Linked DNA regions of Anser cygnoides: region 1 is linked to region 2. Evidence: chromatin contacts called from public Hi-C data. All regions are on one chromosome and are shown on one strand. Each heading gives the region's core, a stretch centred on a gene start, on an enhancer-like site or on the middle of the called end of the contact. The rest is flanking DNA. Distances are from core to core; before and after follow the strand shown. Region 1 holds the start of ANGPT2 (angiopoietin 2). Region 2 has its middle 24 kb from the start of TMEM14A.

The links. A called contact is a pair of places that touch in the nucleus more often than the background predicts.
Region 1: a Hi-C map of granulosa cells shows a contact between it and region 2, with 2.3 times the contacts expected there. The contact joins the promoter of ANGPT2 here to the enhancer-like site in region 2. A contact is called at or near these places in 2 of 7 Hi-C or Micro-C datasets (granulosa cells and liver).

What each region holds. Positions count from the first base shown.
Region 1 is chr3:98,103,914-98,107,961 of Taihu_goose_T2T_genome, reverse strand. It overlaps ANGPT2 (angiopoietin 2), which reads right to left and starts at 1,525. Exons shown (of 8, transcript XM_048078044.2): 1 at 1,241-1,525. The coding sequence starts at 1,525. All of the region lies in intron 12 of MCPH1 (microcephalin 1), which reads left to right.
Region 2 is chr3:97,964,279-97,968,832 of Taihu_goose_T2T_genome, reverse strand. No RefSeq gene overlaps it. Among named protein-coding and RNA genes, the nearest start is that of TMEM14A, 24 kb to the right of the region's middle. Within about 2 kb of position 1,797, at least 1 of the 3 cell types and tissues checked has open chromatin away from gene starts, as enhancers often do.

The DNA of each region.
Region 1 (4,048 bases), core at 276-2,775, 140 kb before region 2:
GTGGCTTCTGTTTCTCACGCAAATTCACTAGCAGGTTTCTTTGATTCTATCATGCTAATTGTGTACCTCTGTAAATGATGGGAGAAGTGAACCCTAATGCAAAATGTTTTTGTAATGAAGCAACCTTAGAATCAAAAAGTGGCTACTCATTGCAGATAATTATGAATTCTCTCCATTTGCAACAAATATTTCATTCTTCAATAAAGAAACCCTTTATGTCATCACTTGAACAATTGTTTCCAGTTCCTGTGTCAACTGCTCAGTTAAGCCCTCAAAATATTTACTGCTTAGAAGATAGTCATCTTGGTACAAGGCACAAATTTAGGATTATGATTTTATGATGCAATTAAACTATACTATTGCACCTTTTCAGGTGCCAGTCAAATAAAGTTTCATTAAATCAAAATATGTTGAATAGTGTAGCATTTAGGATCAAGTGAGTTCCTACAAAGATGTGGAATTGTGATCAGGTTTATTTTCGGGTAGTGTTAAGAATTTATGCAGTATGATTTTTTTCTGATGTTTCAGGTCTAATTATACACATGTTGCCACTTTGGCAATCAACATCATTTTCCTTCAGATACAATGGAGTGCCATTACAGGAAGCTATGTGGCATCCAAAACACCTTTTCCAGAATATTTTTTTTCCATGAATATTTTATACTTGAGTGGAAGTGTTACAGGATGAGAAGGATATCCGCCAATGATCTTTCTTGAAGTTCTGTCACTTCACCAGGCTAACTTCACTGCAAGCCAGACTTGCAGTCTTCGCTTTGAATTACAACACTTTGTCAGCGTGGCTTACATGTGCTAATTTCTCCATGCAAATTTCGAGATCATGTTTCAAATATATATTTTTAAGACCCGCCTCAGATAAAGGCATGTTCTATATTGTTTAAATAGAGATAAAATAGCCCCTGTCAGCTCATTATAAATTACTAGCTGGTTCTTTCATGTCAGAATTTTCAGACGTGCTTGCTGTCTGACTGCCTGTGTAATCAGTATGTGTCCAAGCAATTCAAATGCAATGACAAACTTTGAAGCACAAGCTCTGCAGAACAGTGAAGTTATCTGTTCCTTGCTAGTCTATAAAGTTGTGTTCTCAGACTGCGAAACAACTTGTGGAATAGAAAAGCAATTCAGAAAGCTAGTTTAGATCGTGCGTTTTACAAACTTTAAAAAAATAAATAGGTAATGAGATATTATAAACATAATTTTTAGGATAGAAATGTTATCCTACCTTCATTAGCCACTGGGTGTTGTTTTCCATGATGTTTTCAAGTAGTTGCAGTCTCTGAACTGAATCATCATAGTCTAGAGGTGCGTCCCTCTGCACGGCGTTGGAGACGTAAGAGCTGGAAGATCGGCAGTTGTCTGTCTCGGGCAAGAGGAAGGTGTAGCTGCACGACCCGTGCTGAACCTGGTACTGCTTCTTGCCGATAGTCTCCATGCTTTTACTGAAGGAGTTGTATCCCGAAGCTAGGAAAATGCTGCAGCTCCAAGTGAAGTAAACAGTCAGCTGCATTTTAATTCCTGCGGCCAGCCAGCAGATCCGGAGCGCCTTGGTGTGCTGACAGGAGCCCCGACTGAGGTTAACCTGTGCAGAAATTCAGTGCTCTGCTGCCATGTGTCGTCTGAACGAGGGCTGGACTTTCTGGCCGTCCCAGTCCCACGCCGTCCTCCCCCCAGTCGTGCCCTCAGCTGTCAGATGCAGAAAGGAAGAGCAGTCCCACCGTGGCTGCAGGCTCTGCCTTCCTTTCCCCCCAAAAAAGCCTCAACGCTTCCTTCTGCTACGGCTTCGTCCTGATTTTACCGCTCGGCAAACGAATCAATCACTCTCCTTTCCTTATATGATAAGTTGATAAGGGAAGGCAGACATGTGGAGAGCTCCGCTCCTCCCTCCCGAGCTGCTATCTGCCCACGGGGGGGTCTCTCGCCCTCGGAATAAAAGGCGAGCGCGCAGCCCAGCGTGGGATGTCGGAGAGCCCTTGGGGAGGAGCGGCTCTTACGGGACCCCTGCGCGTCCCCGCAGCAGCAGCAGCTCTCATTAAGAATTTCCTAGGCTGAGAAATCAGTTCCGATCGCCTCCAACTATGTTTGCAGAGGGAGCTTGTAAACTCTTTGCAGCGGCGATCATTTTTAAAACGCTGTCAAATAGCTAAGAAAAAAAATAATAATAAAAAAAAAAAGTTCCTGTGCTTGTTTGTTCTTCTTAAAGGATTATTTTTTTTTTTGATACACTGAACCAAGATGTAATTTAGCTTGTGGTTTATATGTTGTGTAATTATAGAGAAAGACACTCTCCTAGGCATGCAAAAGCAGGCTTGGGCACATCCTTGCAAAGAGAACAAGAGGGGGGGTTTAATTAAAAGTTTTCAGTCAAATGCAGCCTCTGTACTTTACTGAATCTCTGACCTGAATAATCATTTCTAATCATTTCAAGAACTAAATGTTTTCAAGCCTTTTTTTTTTTTTTAATTTGGCTATATTAAACAGCTAACTCTGAAAGCGATAATATTAACAACAGCTGCAAATCAAAAGTCAGCTGGGACTGAAAAATGAACAACTTTACAGAGCAAGTAGAAGTCAGGCACTCAGGATGTGGCATGGGTGAAAAGCAGTTATTCTGTCAGCTTTTGCTAGCCCCTTTCTGGGCCCTCGGAAGAGGGATATACCTGGAAAAGGTGAGGGAAAATCTCATAAAGTAAATATTTGGCTGTATGAAAAGGCAGTAAAAAGGAGCTTCTCCTTCCTTCCCACTCCTAGTGATCTTGAAAAAGAAGAAAATTACTAACCAATTTACCAAACCCTGGGAAAGAGCTGATTTCACTGAAATTTTAGAGGAGTTCACTTTCTCTGTTGCAGAAAATGGCTTCTTGGAATAGGATATTGATTCCTGAAGAGAAACTGCCGGAAAGTTCTTCTAGGTTTGGGTTTGGAAGCTGTAAATTTTTCATAATTAAAATAAACAAAGGGAATGCCACACTAGGCCAGCTAACACGGATTAGAGACCAAAATTCCTATTATATGTGGAAAATCCCTGTGTGCCTCATGATCTCTTAGGACAGACTTTCCTATACAACGTGCTATGTTTTATTTAGTGTATGAATGTATGAATTACTTTTTATGTCATGAAAATTGTGTTCAGGGGTTGTCAAAAACTGTTGTAGCAGCTAAAATGCATTTGCTTACATTGCTGGAAGTTGTTGGGATTTCTTTACGTAACATGTTGTTACCTCTGGAAAGGGCAATCTCTAAAATTCAATTCTGGAGTGTCCCAGGAAGGCTTGACTTAGAGTTGGACTGTGACCTGCGCAACCAATTTGCCAGATTTGCTTCCTGTGAGGTGTTCATCTGCCATCCTTCATCCTTCCAGCCAGTGGAAATGGAGAGAGATGTTTGGAGTTCTTGACTATATCAGCCAAGAATATTTTCCACAAAATGTAGATATTTGTAGGGTTTGGCATAAAAAGTAGACATTTCCCATCCATTCCACTTCCTGTTGCAACAGCAAAGCAAATTAATGCAACAGGTACCTGCATTGTTAAAGATTCAAAACCTTTCTGCATAGTCATGTCCACTTTTCAGTACATTGAAATTTTTGAAAGAATGTTTAATTCCATGTGCTTAACAGTCTTTTGCACATTGAAAAGCTTTTGCAGGTTGAGAAACCTGCTGTTATGCAATGAAGACAGATTTATGGATTAGATTTATACAGTAGACTCCTTGGAGCATTTCTAGGTATCTAGCCAGGCGTTCAAATTTGTTATTGTCTTTAATTCCAATACTTTTTATTATTTTTTAAGTTAAATGAGAGTTTCCTGTTATGACTTGTTTTTAACTGTCCTTAAATGGGTCCGTTCCCTGCTTTCTTTTCCTCTCACAGCTAGCCCAAGGAATATGGGGCCTGCACAAGAGTAGTGCTGAAAATAGGAATATTCCAGTCCTGAAAGCTGGATGAGGAGAATGAATGAATGAGGAGAACTGGAAGATAATCTGAATTTTTCTGCTTATATTGTCATGGTTCTTTTAATCCCTTAGTGAGATA
Region 2 (4,554 bases), core at 548-3,047:
TGTGAGCTGGGTGTTTTACACCTGCTTTACCCACACAGAGTCGTATCTTGGGTTTGATGTATTGACTCTCCTGTGCTCTACACGAGCAAACACCTTTTTTTCCTCCCAGTCTCCTATTTCACAGCAAAACCAAGGAGAGGAAGAGCGAGCCCTGTAGTCTGCCTTTCATCTCCTCTATCAAAAAAACGTGGCTTAGTCCTCCCATTATTTTGCGGGATCACTAGCGTGGGCTGTTCTGCCTCTGGATGCCATGCCAAGCTCCCTGCATTCCTCCTCTCCCTTCTTGGCTGTCCTGACTAGAAAGAAGGTGTCTGATTTTAAATCCGTGGGTGGTGATCAGCAGGCCTGGGAGCTACATCTGAGCAGACAAAGCATTTGGCATCGCACTCGTCTCAGATAATTCGAGACATCCACGATATTCACAGCTACAGCTGACCTGGACTCCCTTGGAGGAGATAGAGGAGCCCAGACCCTCTTGCTCCTCCTTCCTGGGGGCTGTTAAAAATGATAGCTGAGCTGCCAAAGCGCCTCGCCCAGGCAACTGCAACGTGTGTGTGGTTTGGATTCAGTGTCTCGATGTCCTCACAGAGGGTATCCTGCCCTCCTCCCTTTTGGGGATGGGCTTGGGGAGAGATCTGCCCTTTTGGAGGGTCAGTTTTCTCGGCCTCTTTGTTTTCCTGACATCCAGCAGGTGTGGAGCTGCTTGTATTGCGCTGAGGAGAATAACAGAGGCTGTTATATTTAGCAATGCTCCCATGAAAAAGATTGGTCTTGTTAGGCAATGTCTGATGTATTTCATCTAAATGCCACACTGTGATCCAGAAATTTCCATTGCCCAAGCAAACAAGCAGCCTGGGAAGCGTAATTATGTGCCTGTGTTTGGAAGGAATAACCTAAACCACGGTGAGGCTAAAGATACCAGAAGCTCTATTCTTGTCTTACTTTGGATACTTCTAAAATGCACTTTAGGGCGGTCAGTGGTGTGCTGGTGGGGTAACCAAGACACCCCCCAGGTCTCACCACCACTGCCAGAGCTGAAGGCCCCCAGCTTCTCCACAGCATTTGGGTTCAGCACGTCGTTCCCTTGGGGTTCAGGGCAGATTGCTCCCGCCCAGTCCTCAACAGACTTGCATTAAACCCTCAAATCACTGGACAGCTGTAAGTTTTATTTCTCCTCTCAGGCAAGATCACTCTCCCTGTGGTGTTAATGATCTCCTGAGCATTCCTGGTGTTTAAGTTTCCATGCCGAGCGGTGCGTGACGAGAGCGGAGCTGGATTATATTACATGATATTAGCATTTCTCCAACTGATAAAATGAAATACCTGCAGTGGAGCCAGGCTGTCCGAGCATCCTGGTGGGTGCTCAGCAGCACGGCGCGCGCAGCTGTGCATATTTCTGTCTGTGCAGCCCACGGTCAAAGAAAACCGAGGACGAGCAAATGGAGGAATTTGTCTTGTCCCACGTTAGAGGACTGGGTGCTGCAGAGGTTTTTTTGCAGAGCGACTTGAGGCCTGTACTCTCAATGAGCTGTGGAAGGGCAGACAAATGGAAAAAAATGCAATTGCCTCTCAAACACCGGACTGTTGTTACAGCTTTTGTATTAGCTAATACGCCTACTGCACCCTGTAACCTGCTCTGTCTCCCCGCTGCACCCTTATCTTTGGGATCTTACACGTGCTTTTACTGCGTACAGAGCACATAACTTACATTGCCAACAGCTCGGTTTATATCTGGTCGTTATTAAAAGCCGGGGGAAACAAATAAAAGACATTATTGGCTCTGAGAAGCTCTCTGCTCTGCAGGCAGTCAGATGAGATGACCTTGAGAGCTCCTCCATCGCTGGCTGCTGCAGCTATCGCTGCTGCTGAGAAAATGAGCCTGAACAAAATGAATTCAGCACACAATTTCGTTACATTTTTCTGCACTTGTTTTTATCTAAAAGCCTCCCACGCTCTCAGCTTTCAACTTTGTTTCTCTGCTGCTCAGTTGTCCTAGAGGTTTCTAGCCCCTTTGCTTTGTGTTGCCTTCCCTCTTTCTGTTTCCTCACCCTCCTTGTGGTTTCTGCATCACCGTTCTCCTAGCCAGACACACGGTGTATTCCTGTGTGTGCTCTGTTCTGGTACCCCAAACGTCCTTGCTGTATCTCTTGGTGTTACCCTGCACCTCCCCTCTGTACTGTTTTGCCTCCCTCCACTTTGGGTTACCTTTTTCCCCATCTGTTTTTGCCTCGTGCTTTAGTATTCTGGTTTATATATTGTTATTTGATATTTGGTCTGGTTCTTTTTTTTTTTTTTTTGGTTGGTTTGTTGGGTTGATTTTTTTGTTGTTGTTTTGGTTTTTTTTGCATGTAAAAATAACTTCATGTCTTTAATCTTCTCTGTTATGGTCTCACTATCACTTACACTCCATCAACTTCATTGATTTAAGTGGCATGAGAAAGAATAAGAGGATAGTAAAATGTGGAAGAGATCAGGACCCAGACAGTACAAAGCGGCAAAATGAGGAAAGGAAAGGAAAGCCTAAGATAATCATTAGGGCAGATGCAGGTCTTGCATAGGGCAAACTCTGCCATGGGTATGGATTTGCTACACCCAGGAGCAGCAGAGGACCTGCAGGCACTCCACAAAATCACCCGAGCTTTCCGGAGCCAAGCAGCCGTCAGTTTGCCTGCACGACTTTCCAGCTTCCTTGCTGAAGGACAGCGAGTTCCTCCTCTAGCCACAGTCCCACAGCAGGCACTAGGAGTGAATTTGGGGCTGCAGATGCCAAGGGACGCTCCTGCTGTGCAACCTGCCTCCCTGTTCCCTTGTTCCCCAGCAGCCAGACAGCAAGCTCTTCTTTTTCCCATGTCTCTGGGCTGTGAAACCCAGTGAACATCTGCCCCTTTGTTCGGTGAATCTGCTGATGCATTTTTATTTTTTTATTTTTTTTTTTTAAGACAGAGAAGTATTTGGACTGGGGAGATGATTTCTATTTATGAAAGCAGCACTCTCAGTCCAGTCCCTGGTGCGAGGCAGTTTGTACAGCACAGCAGCACCTCGCATCAGCTTTGTTTATTCCCTGGCTTGTACTCGGGTCAGCGGGACAGCCTCTTAATTGCCAGAATGTGCAGAAGAAAATGTGAGAGCAAAATTAAAGGACCAGACCTAATAACAAGGAGTGTTCAGGCCAGGCTGCCAGCTATCTCCGTCACCTTCCCGATGGCTGAACTCGCAGGGCTGGTAATGCTGCGAGCAGCATGACGGCAAGGAGGGGAAGGCCTCCAAGCAGCAGTTCTTCCTGTGCAGTCATAAAAAGCTGCATCTAATCCATCTTTATTTAGTCGCAACGATTTAATATCCACAACACGTTCATCCTATATAATTCCCATTAGTTATGTTCAGAGCTCTTTATGTCTTCCCTTTCAAAGGCCCCAGGCCACAAGGACGAACGTACCCCCTCACTGTTTCCTCAGTTCCCATATACATAAGACCGTTCTTTTCTGGCTCCAGCTGAAGGACAATTTGACAAGTGCCCAAAGGTTCTCTCCCATGCACTAATTTAAAAATCAAAACAAAAAGCAAAAGAACAACGAAACAACAAAAAGAAGGACCATGCCCTGGATCTCGGACAGCCCCTGGATGCTGGGGAGATGCAGAATTACAGAATCACAGAATCATCTAGGTTGGAAGAGACCTCCAAGATCGCCCAGTCCAACCTCTGACCTAACACCACCAAGTCCTCCACTAAACCGTATCACTAAGCTCTACATCTAAACGTCTCTTAAAGACCTCCAGGGATGGTGACTCAACCACTTCCCTGGGCAGCCCATTCCAATGCCTAACAACCCTTTCAGTAAAGAAGTTCTTCCTAATATCCAACCTAAACTTCCCCTGGCACAACTTCAGCCCATTCCCCCTCGTCCTGTCACCAGGCACGTGGGAGAATAGACCAAGGCAGGGCTGCCTATAATAGACCAGGGCACAGCTGTCCCCAGTGGTGACAGGAATTAGCGGGGGCCTCCCTGTGCACTTCACACTGCTCCTAACACACAGTCAGAATTGCTGTAAATGTTGAAATTGCTGAGAAAAAAAAAATGAAATTGCTCTGCGCCTGGCTAAAGGGTTTAGGGAAAGTGGCTAAAATGTGGAAGTGTATTAAGTCACATCTTTACAAATTGCATGATATTACAAATTTCTCAAAACAGCTGCACTAAAAGTTGTCTTGACAGCATTCCCAGTGAACATAGAGTAATTTTATTTATTTTACCTCGAGCAGATTATAACAGGCATACGAATATACTGTCTCTTAAATGGAATTGTCATCTCTTTCAGTGAAATAAATTACTCCTTTGCACTTTATAATGGATACATTTTTCATAGCAGGAATGTTTAAGACCTGATACCTCTTTCATTTTCCTAATGGACACAGGCAGGAGTATGGCTTCCTCGTGCTGCCCTGGGGACTCAATATTGACTTATATTTCGTTGTCCAGAGCTGTCAAGTCTGTAAGTGCTGGCTGAGCTGCGCCTTGCAGTTTTGCCTCAAGCTTTTCACCTGTCTCTGTGCACGTC